Linked DNA regions of Gasterosteus aculeatus: region 2 is linked to region 1. A link is a contact called in public Hi-C data. All regions are on one chromosome and are shown on one strand. The core of a region is the stretch at or near the end of the contact, and the rest is flanking DNA. Distances in the headings are between cores, read along the strand shown. Region 1 overlaps gpr153 (G protein-coupled receptor 153). Region 2 overlaps acot7 (acyl-CoA thioesterase 7).

Region 1 (5,773 bases), core at 2,087-4,586:
TTGTCAGTCAATAGTTAATGTACACACTAATCATAATCCATACGTTTTACTAAAATATTAAGCTTTTATTATTTTATAATTGAACAAAGGTTTGTTTGGGGAGCTGTTTACTAGCTAACGTTGGGTAGTTCACGTTACCGTAACTGCATCTGTGTAACTTCACAAGGGGTAATGTGAAGTTGGTAAGTGCTTGTTAACTGCAACAGAAATTCTGCCCTCGTAAAATCTTTATATTGAATGCTTACTATCTTAAAATGGAAAGAGTAAAATAGTTTTCCTTCTTTAAGTGACAAAACATTTCTTAAATCTTATTTTATGTTGTGCATTCATGGGAAGCTGAATGGTTTAAATCTGAATTATTAATTGAATCATATATTCTGTAATGCAGATTTTTCTAGGGTTCATCATACAATTATTAAACGATTTTTTTAGTTTTAAATTATGTTAAGTTTCCTTAGATCAAACGGAAAGCAAAGTTGCCAAAAGGAGGGGGATTGATCATTACTAGACCTCATATAAGTAAAGGACACACAATCTTTTCTATTGGGTAACTTATGGTGACGGGTAGAAGAGAAAATTACTTCATGTGTCGCTCAAAAAAATCCCCAGAGTCTCTCGTTGTCTCACATGCAGCCAAAAGGAGAAACCACACTCATAACTCTAAAATCACTCACTTTGTGAATTTAATCAGTAATCTTTTAACAAAGTTATAATTTGAACAAAGAAATCCTAACATCTAACATTGTTCATATTTGAGTCATAAATCTTTTAATGTTACAAAATGTAATATTGTAAACAACAAAATGCAAAAATCTGCAACAAAGCAAAGTTTGACAGGTGAATGTGATGTTACGCTTCCAAAGGAGGATACATTTCAGCTAAAAATAACTGCAGTCCGATCGAATAGGCTGAAATGGGTGAGAGAAACACTAATACATAAGAATTCAAAATAAACTAGATAAAACGAATATATGTCAAACATGTGCAACTTTATTACTTGAATAATACCATAAAAGTTTACAGCTAGTATAGCTGTCAAAGGGTACATCTCAATTTCATGTTATCCTTACCTTGTATCTTCTTTGAAAACCTTTTAATGCCCAAATAGGTTAGCAGTTACTGTCCATAAGACGTCCACCACCCGGTTGGGTCTGCTAATATCTCTCAAAGCGTTCTCCCTCCTTTTAGTAAGCACATTTTCACATTTGGAAAACATGGAAACTTCTTGATGAATTTACCAACAGGCTTTCTGAAGCAGTTTACTGCAATGAGAGTGAGGGGGTAAAATAAGAAGATCACAAAACTATGCTCACTAATAATATTATCATTACCTTCCTCGACCTTTATACTTTGTCACAATGACCATTGAACCATTTTACTCTCCAAATGTATATATATAGAAAATTAATAAATGCAAACTTGAATTTCCTCACATTCCTGAATCCATATGTGGGGATGCTTAGATTTGCTTACATTTATGGGGCTACAATAAATCCCATTACTCATTGTCAATTGAGCTCTGGGAATAGAAGATCATCAGTCTTAACATATCAGATCTGCTTTTTGTTGTAGCGTATTTACTATACGCCATTCCCATCCTTTTGACAATGTTCCTAATTGTTGCTAACATCTTTAAAGGGTCAAAGAACAACATCAGAATTCAACATGTGCTACATCTGGTCAGCTTAAAGGCTTGACCATTCAACCTCTGCCCCATTTTACATATTTGAGAAGTTCCTTCTTAAGGAGCATTCAAAGAATAAAATAATTTTTGGAGCTTCCTTACACATTACTGAAACAAAGAGGTGAGGTCAGGCAGACACGCTCAGTTGATGGGGACAAAGCACTATTTCCAGCTGCATTCGTCAAATGTTTTATATGGAAATATTCAACGTAATGGTGGGTAACAGTTGTGGGTAACACATAAACATTGGCATGGGAATTGGGTGGAAAAGTTCTAAGCGACGGTCCCATTAAACAAAACCCTAATCCAATATCCTTTCTTCTATATGACATTTCAATCTACTTTACATGCTCCTTAGGAGTTTAGGGGTCTTCATGTTATATCTCAATATCACACAGTAACTTTAAAACTATTAGGCAAACAAAGAGTTTGGTGTTAAAAGCCTCAGTTTTGACAAAGGGTGCTTGAAAAATATAAAACAAACTTGTGTTTATAATAGAAAAGGTGTACATCAGAAAAGAAAAACATGTATACTGTGGCATGTCCTGAAGTCCATTCAGAGTTTGGTTTGAAAGCCAATGTGTGCGTACAACAAAAAAACACACTGGTATTAAAAGGCAAAATAAAGTACAATGAATTCAAGAAAAAGGAAAGAGATAAATACCTCCTTAAACAACTACCGACAACTTGAATTCTTTGAGCAGTTCATAAGAAACAACATCAAACAGTCAAAACAATGTGGCAATGCTCACTCTATTTAAAAAAAAAGTTGTATTTGTGTCAGTGCTAGAAAAGAAACATAATTTGTTGATATAAAAGCTGAATAACAATACGACACAAACGTTTCACAGTCCCCCAGGAAGTTCACTTTAGGCCCATTCAGAAAAGCTCCCAAAGCCATTTAGCATAGTTGCATGTTGGTCCCAAATATATCGTAAAACTGAGTAGTGGCACAAGTAAAAAGAACAAATAATCCAGGCTGTCACTTTCGCGTAACCATCAATACCCTGTTTGCTTGTCATTGCTTCTATATCAATGTTGATATCACGGAGGGGAAACTCTGCTTTCAGGTGGCGGAGCCGACAGAATCGGAGTGGAAGGTGATGTATCCCTTGGAAGACCCCGAGGGTGTGCTTAGGAAACCGTGACCCCGCTGGCCCTTGCTCGGGTGCCTCTGATAACCCCAGTCAGCCCCGGCGTCCGTCCCGGGCCTGCAGGCGGCGCGCCCGTGAGTCCGCGCGTCCGCCTCGCCTGGCGGCTTCCCGTCGCGCGCGCGCGGCCGGTCCGGCTTGGGCGAAGCGTCGGGCGCGTCCTCCCGACTGCTGCTGCTGCTGCTCCTTTTGTGTTCCGAGAGCCGCCTGAGCGCGTGGGGCTCTCGCTCAAAGTCCGTGAGGGGGAAGTGGGGGAGGGGGACCGCGTGCTGCTCGTACACGTTTGGGGCGAGCGAGACGGCGGAGGCGCGCCGCGGGCTCCTCCTCGGGCTCGGCAGCGGCGTCTCGTCGATGAAGTTGATCACCTCGTCGCGGCTAAAACACCGCGGGGCGTCCTCGCGGTGCTCCCCGCCGCCGGCCACGCGCGGCAGGTGCTTGAGGGAGTGCGCACTTTCCTCAGAGCGCCGCCGCTTGCGGTGCGGGTGGTGGTGGTGGTGGTTCTCCTCGTGGTAGGAGACCAGACTGTTCCTGCGCCTCTCGCGGCGCGGCAAGGTGGAGCTGTAGTGGGCCGTCACTATCATGTCCTCGCTGGAGCCCCATCGGTGAAGGTATGAGGGGATCTGGTCGCTGGTCCACATGTCGGTATCGTCGTGGGAGTATCTTCTTGTAGGGGGCACCTGGACGGAACACACAGAGAAAACCCTTCAGTGGGTAAATAACTGGGCCATTATTTTTTTTCCTGCAGCAAAACAGAACCATTAATCATTGTAGCTCATTGTTAACATTAGAATATATGTTATGTTACACCTATATTATCAATTAAAAGGGCATTACAAGAAGGCTTCTGTGATGGTACATTGCAATTTTAGTAATACCACTGACCTGCAACAATCCCAAAGGACTGTTTAGGGTAAATATTTAGGTTAGTGGCATTAAGCTCAGCGATCATTTTTAGGCGAGTAAAAATATCCATTCTATTTTTTGGTACACTGGTCCAGCTGTAAAGCAGCACAATCGGTTGCTTGTTGGAGATGATAGGAGTATTTTTGACTTCTATTGTTAATGACTACTTACATACATGAGCATTTTAACATAAATCAACATGGTTACATCTGAACTAGTATACGCCTCCTTTATCAGAAGATGAACATGGCAAAAGACGATCCCTACACGTTATACTCACATTCCATTCTGCTCTGACAACTATGCAAGAGAGAGAGGATTTGTCAAGGTGACGTCAAGAGCCACAAGATTGATATCAGCCTGCCCCCCTGTGGTGGGTTTTAGTAAATACAGAGAAATGAGACAGTAGACGATACAGTAGCATTGAGTGTGTAAGGTGGGAGGCTGAACAGCAGACGGCAGCACAAGCACAGGAATGAATTAAGATGCACGATGAAGAAAGACACAGACTCCCACAAATAGCTAATAAAGCCGAAGAGGCTTTATTCTGAATTAAAGCCATGCAGGAAGGAACATTCTCAAATGTATATTCTATTGACTGGATTGATTAAAGGTTTTGTTTGTTCATGTTCTAGTTGGGCCGTAACGCCTTCCAACAGCATAAACATAATGTGACTCAGTTTAGCCACTGAAACTGACTTAAAAAATGCACCTGTTCATCATCACATGTATACAGCAATCAATAACACAGCTATTTACAATGTCATGAATCTCCTAAATCTAATGATTGGTCACAAAAACAATGGATGGAGTAATGAGTTGGTCTGATGAAATGATACTACTGTATACATCTCTGTTTCCAGGCTTTGAAAAAAATCAAATTGGTATTTAAAATGTTGGACATCTGTGGTCTAATACCAGCTATATTTACGCACATCTTTTTTTCCAATAAGCAAATTTTTCAAGTTATGTAGATTGCTTCAGCTGCACTGACAAAACCGAAGCCCTTGTTAAGTTGTTTTCTGACAAAGATGACACAGTATGGAGATGCTTTGTTAAAGGTTAATATTGTGAGGGGTTGCATCAGTTGATTCTAAAGTTAACTATCATTACCACAGCCTTCCAGGCCAAGTCAAGCAACATTTTCATCATCACTGCTTTAATCAAATCATTTCTTTTTTTAAATTGTATGAACGTTAAACTGTGGGCCTGCATTGCAACCTGCAGTGTAAGTATTGGGACAAAATCCGGGAAAAAACTTTTGTTGAATTGACATAGAAGGCTGCAGGTTGGGAAAGAACGTTTTGGCATAAATGCAGGCTGAAAAAGAAGCATTTCACAGCCCTGCATCTGACTGGGATGGATGTCCGATCCAATGGACACAATGCTTTTGGGGTAGAACATGAGCAAAGGTTTATAGTGCTTTCATGAAAACTTGAGACTCCTGAAATGTAGAAGGTATGTCAGTTACTAATCTCTTACCCTTGCACAATAAAAACAAAGTTAAATGCATGTAGGCCCATGTTTAGGACAGATTATTTGATTAAGGAAGCATATCTAACATGCTGATTGGACGGTTGATGGTCATATTTACCAAACATTAGTCAGCCAGAGTGTATTTGTGATTCATGTAAAATATACAAAGAAATCTGTGGCATATCTGGTAGAGATAGCATTACAAAATGTTGGATGATTCCAGAAAACTTTAGCAAGCACAGTGTCATTTTTAAATAGTTCATTTGATCAAGTGAAATAATGAAGAAAATTAATAGAAAAAAAAATATACCTGCAAATACTGCATTTTATCTTCCTGTTGTTCTCTCAATGGATACCCTTGCGGAACCCCCCTTTCTAAGGTTGAGAACTCATACTTGGCATTACGGTCTACCGTCACGATTTCAGGCGCCGAGCTATAGTCATATGGTCTGTCAAATATTAAGTCGGCATGAATTCCTCCATCTTGGCTGTTTTCTGCAAAGTGCAGAAAAGCACGGACGTCAGGATTAGAGAGCAACGAACTCAATACACAAGACAA
Region 2 (5,773 bases), core at 867-3,366, 54 kb after region 1:
TGTGTATGATGTGTTTATGCAAATGTGTGCTTGAGTGTACATGCAATGCGAGCCTTATTATCTCTGCGGGAATATTCTGTATGTGAGTGTTTGATCCGAAGGTGGCTGCGTGCAAACCTGCGTGTATTGATCAATATTCTGTCTTTTTTGTTGTCTTTTAATTTCACACCTGCAGACCTGGTGCGTGTGTGCTCGTACAGATGCATTTTTCTAACAGGGATCTGTGTGTGGACGTGTGTGTTATTGTGACAGTGTGCCGTTTTGAAATATGAATGTGTATTTTCATGCATGTTTGTGCATACTGACGATGTGAACGGGTCTGTGTGTGTGCTAGTGCGCATGTGCAATCCCCCCAGCGGGAACAATCATCACGGCTCGTGCCCACAGTAGGCAGCCTCCCCCTTGGGGGCGGTGACTGAGGCCTGCCTGACGAGATGTTGCCTGACTGACTGTGGAACCTGGGTGCTGCCTCCTTCCCCAACACACACACACACACACGTGAAATAAACATGAGAGAAAAAATACAAAGATGAGTGTAATCTAAATAGTATTGCAGAACATAAGAATCATGAGCATTTATGTTGAAACCAAGCAGCACAAAAGCAGCTTTCGGATATACACAAAAGTGCATTCAAATATGAATTTAAACAACATATGCGAGTGTAAAATGTAAAAATAAAATGTCTTCTTATTACTGTTCAAGCCATCTATCAATTTTTTGTCTGGTGAAAGAAACCCTGCCAGTCTTGCCTCAGTTCGGAACATCTTTTCGAAAGAAGGGCTGTGTGTGTTTAGTGTGTACATGCGTGAAGACATGTAGACGTGTGACTTTTTCTATGCAGAATGTGTCTGCGTGTGCATATCGAGCTCTGTATGCACACAGGTCACAGCCCGCATGTGTGTCTCAGAATGTGTCGGGTACATGCGTCGTGTCGCAGCATGTGTGCAGGTACATCCACTTGGCGTCCGTGTCTGACTGGGCCGCAGTGTGTGAGGCCTGATGCTAAGCTGACATGACAGAAGCAAATAATGTCTGCTCCCGTTATCTTCTCTTCCCCCTCGGCCCCGCAGGAACCTTTTAAAGGGCCAAACACTGATTAAATCCCACACACATACCCAGGCGCGCACACACACGCGCGCATGTAAATACAGATTCACCCACTACGCATAGACATAATGTGTCACAAATGCACATGTGTGCAAACACACATTTGCAAAATGATGCATCTAATTGCGACGCCCAAGGAGTGACAGACGCAGCCAACGTAACTTTTCTTTCAGTTATCGATAACGGACAACCGCGGACATTACAATAAAAACTCAATTTATAAAAACATACTGACACTCAGAATTTCATATGAATAGCAGCTGTCTCAACTCAGATGCATGCACCCGTATATGACCTACTTTCTATAGCCAGGCTCTGACTCCACTTTTAATGTAGAAGCTAAATGTAAATACTATATAAAGATGTCTAATATTTGTTTGGTTGAGACTGACAGATGATGCCGTTATCAAGATATATATATATATATATATATATATATATATATATATATATATATATATGTATATATATGTGGGTAGATGTGGCAGATGTGTTTGAGACCTCAAAGGAACGTTTGATGTCCCAGAGGAAGACCCCTCAGCGCCTAATCTCAACGCTTCGCACATCTATGTTACCCCCACACTGACCCAACTCCAAAACTACTCTTTGAATTAAGAACCCATTAACATCAACAACCTAGAACCTAGAATCTATTAATAGAGGAACTGAACCATTCCTCAGGAAGTGACATGCAGCCGTTTTCTTCTGTGGTATTCTATTTTTAAAAAGGGAGGATCTGCGTATAAAAGTAAAAACATGTCATATTTACATCAGAGCATATGAGGATGTCTTCTCTTTTGTCCGATATATGAAGAATATAGGAATAAAGCCTTGAATCACAGATCCTGTGAGGTGCATCGGATGAAACTCTTAGTGGTATTACTTCTTCGAGGTCCTTCCCAATAGCTCATGTAGAAGGCCGTCCTTGCCAATGCCTGCATATGTGTGCTCCTCTCCACCTGTCATCTCATATCTCCGCCTTCGTCAACCAGCTTCCAGCCCAGCAACCAGCCAACCAACCAGTACAAGTCTGTTGCTAGGGCAACGGCCGTCTAGGGGATACTTCTTCTGTTTCTCACACCTCCTTTCCTTCATCCCTCTGTCTATCTCCTTCATACGCTCACCCTCTTCTTCTTCTGTTCCATGTGCTATCTTCTTCCTCATGAATATGTTTGTCCGCACTGTCTTACTGTGTCACTCGATCGCTCGGTCTTAATTCAACTAACTTCTAACTACCGATTCGTTAACAACAACGCACACAAGCTACACATTGCAACATACTGAGAAAAACTCCCCCGATGCCACTCAAACGCATCCACGCCAGCATCACTGTGATATGTTGTGCATGTGAATCCGTACATGTTTCATCATCTCTACTTCTAAAGCAGTTGCAGCATGCTCAGGGCCTTATGTGCTTCTACCGACAGTCTGTGCATCACTGGCCTTTCAGAGACAACGCTAGGTCAGCCAAATGTGATCCTCCCATGGTCTTCACTCAGAGGGGCTATGTGTGAGTGTGTGTGTATACAGCATGCTCTCCTGTGTACATAGCATGCATTCAATTAGCACATATCATAATAATAGAATATAATTAACAACTGCATCACTTGGCTAAGATTCTAAACTAGAAATCAGCACGGCTTAGTTTCTACACCCGTGTCACAGCATGTCGTTCAGAGCCCCATGGAAGCAGTGTTTCATCTCTCATGCTTCTTAGGCCTCTGTTACTTATTGTGCGCTGCCCTCTACTGGTAAAACAGCAAAATATCACTGAGAAGTGTTTTTTTGCAAAAGCCAATCGCACTCGCAGGCGATTTCCTCTGCCAGAGGGGTTGTTTTGTGTGTGTATGTGTGTTTTGTCCATCCTCCTGCTTGTGAATACTAGTCTCTCATTCATTCTTCTCCTCTGAAGTGATATGATAACGCGACAGGTTGAAACAAATATTCTTTCAATATGACATATTGTTCCCACAGGTGTAACTGCATTATTCATACAACAGGTAGAATGTGTGTGATTTGCCTATATTGAAATTCAACACTTATATGTATTATCCAACAGTTATGTGCCTGCCGAAAAACAAAAAAATGCTGGTAAGTCACCTGTGAGGATGTCTTCGGCAATGACTTCGACCTGCACCTCCAGCGAGTGCTGAGAGGTGTAAGTGATGTCAGCCGTGACGTGGGCCACCTCGCCAATGAACATGGGGGACAGGAACTCCGTCTTCTCCACCCGAACCAGAGCGGCCAAGCAGCGGTCCTAGAGAGGAGAAACAGCAAACAGGAAACTCTAAAAATATTGAAACCTGCTTTCACAGGACAAAAAACCTCAACAACATCAGTCTGAAACAGGTCGGAGTCATTTGTATTGATTACTCTGTAAATCCACTACTAGTACAATGATGTTTATATTGGTTATTAGGGCACAAAATAAATAAATCTGCTTCGTGATACTGAAACTAATGATCTCTGCAATTATTCAACTTTAAATAGTGTCTGACTTGAAATGAGTATGGATATTTATTTAAATTCTTAATTCAAGTTACGGTCACTTGCCTTCTCGTGATTAGCAGTTTTATACAATCTGTTACAGGACCTCCAGTATGATGAGGTTTCAACACAAAACCCTCTTCTTTCAAGGTTTGAATGGCATAACACTATATTCTCATTCAATATTTTGTATCTTGGGACAAAATATCTAATTCAAAGATTTGGTAATAGATGGTCAAACAAACCATTGATGATGAAAAGAATATAAACCCATTAGCACATCTTGTACATCTACAGAAATGATTACACAAAATAATATATAGCGATCATGACATGAAACTATCTTCGACGTCTGCCTGGCCACTTTACCATCATTGTTCGTGTTATCTTGAAACAAGAATAGTCATTTTATTTTACATTAAGCAAATAGATTTCTGGAAGCAGTACATCCTGCCTGAACTTCAAATATTTGCTCCCATTTGTTTCCTTGTTTTGATAGGGCGTTTTGGCAGTGAGGTATTTTGGCAGTGAGGTATTTTCATTATAGGTGGAACACTTGATAAAATCAGTACCAGTCATTCTAAGGACGACACTATCTTCATTTCAGCCAGGTGATGTAATAGGAACAGAGTTGCCCTTAACTCCATCAAGACTCTAGTCAGACAGGTTAAAGGTACCGAGAAGCACGAGATAAGCTTAGATCTTAAGCATAGACATGACAAAAAATATGTGTTTATTAAAGCAGGCTCCACTGATCCTGAGAACTTGTTTTTTGTCTGTAATTCTTGCTCTTCCTGGTTTACACAGGGTGTATTTATCTGAAGACTTAGTTTAAGTAGCAACTTGTTCACAAGTTAAGTAGTTATTTTGAATTATTATTATTATTATTATTGTGATTTTCCCATTTTTATATTGTTGTTGTTGTAAGATTACTATCAAAATGATGCAATCTCAAGCCGGTTAAAGTTCACCAGGTGGGTAAAACCAAAACACCCTGGTGATGTAACAGTGAAACCAGCAACATTATTGCAGCTATGCAGTTGGGACATAACAGATCTAAATGTCGTTATATACTGTTGCTATAGAAGGTGAACTATTTAACAGTAAAGTACACTCTCAAATTAAATCAACCAACTGTTATTTTATGGCTGGATAAACTGTGTTAATAGCATCTTGTGATCTCTAAAACAAAGGATATTAAGAATGTTGACCTCTAACCACCTTTAAACACAACAATGACTCATCATAAGCTATTGAGAAAAACAAAACTACAGAAGTTTTTTTTTTTTTTACCCCTTGATGGTTTGTTAATTGACAAATTTCCCTTTTTCCATATTTCCATATGTTCTTTTCTTTTTGGAGCACACCACACTAATTGATTATTATACACTAACTCTCTGTTTATTAACACTTCATACTGGACAAATGTATGATTGTACATTTCACATATTTTTGGTACTAAAAGATTTGACCTTCAACCCCTTAAGAAGAGAACTCGTGCCACAGCGCAGTGAAGCAGCGCGGCGATGGCGTGAGTAGCTGTGGTCTCTTACTCCGCTCTGTGCGTTGCAGTGTCGCGTACCGACGATGCATCCGGCCTCCTCGATCATCTTCAGGATGATGCCGCCGTGCACGTTGCCCACAATGTTGGCGTCATCCGGCCGCATGATCCTGTAGTAAAAGAGAAGATCAGCTAGCATGACTCGGGATGGAGAACGTTTAGTCGGTTTAGTTGTGGATAATCCAGGATTTTGCACTCTCCTCTCACTCTACAACTTGAGCCCACGAAATGAAGTGTTTTTCCGTTTGAGTCACTGAGCGGTTATTGAGAGTATTTTAAATCACACAACATAGTTTCCATTTGCTTTGTAGGACGGGACGTTTGTGGAATCTAGGAGGAATTTCTCCGTGTGCTTCTGCTGTGATGTGCTGGAGATGAGATCACTTCTATCGGGCAGAACACGTTGCCGTCTGAGTATTTTCTAAAAAATGTTGAGTCTACCTGATGACGAGATACACAGTTATCACTAAGCGCGTTGTACGTTGTCGTTTTAAATTCTTCCGTGTGTGGGTGGAACTAGTTTAACCAGTTACAGGTGTGCGCCGTTGCACCGAGATCTGACTTATCAAGGGAAGCAGACAAGAGAAGCTGACAGTAATTAATCATGTTATACAACA

Evidence for each region. Hi-C and Micro-C count contacts between places; a contact is called where the count stands out from the background.
Region 2: a Hi-C map of skeletal muscle shows a contact between it and region 1, with 2.5 times the contacts expected there. The contact joins two enhancer-like sites. A contact is called at or near these places in 3 of 6 Hi-C or Micro-C datasets (skeletal muscle and tail fin).

The regions. Positions count from the first base shown.
Region 1 is chr2:13,948,140-13,953,912 of fGasAcu3.hap1.1, forward strand. gpr153 (G protein-coupled receptor 153) reads right to left here. Exons shown (of 7, transcript XM_078084161.1): 6 at 4,019-4,038; 7 at 662-3,512. The coding sequence ends at 2,751. Among protein-coding and RNA genes, the nearest start is that of her3, 8.3 kb to the left of the region's middle. Within about 2 kb of position 3,337, at least 4 of the 9 cell types and tissues checked have open chromatin away from gene starts, as enhancers often do.
Region 2 is chr2:14,003,570-14,009,342 of fGasAcu3.hap1.1, forward strand. acot7 (acyl-CoA thioesterase 7) reads right to left here. Exons shown (of 9, transcript XM_040193841.2): 2 at 5,149-5,266; 3 at 3,209-3,365. Among protein-coding and RNA genes, the nearest start is that of LOC144384569, 5.5 kb to the right of the region's middle. Within about 2 kb of position 2,117, at least 2 of the 9 cell types and tissues checked have open chromatin away from gene starts, as enhancers often do.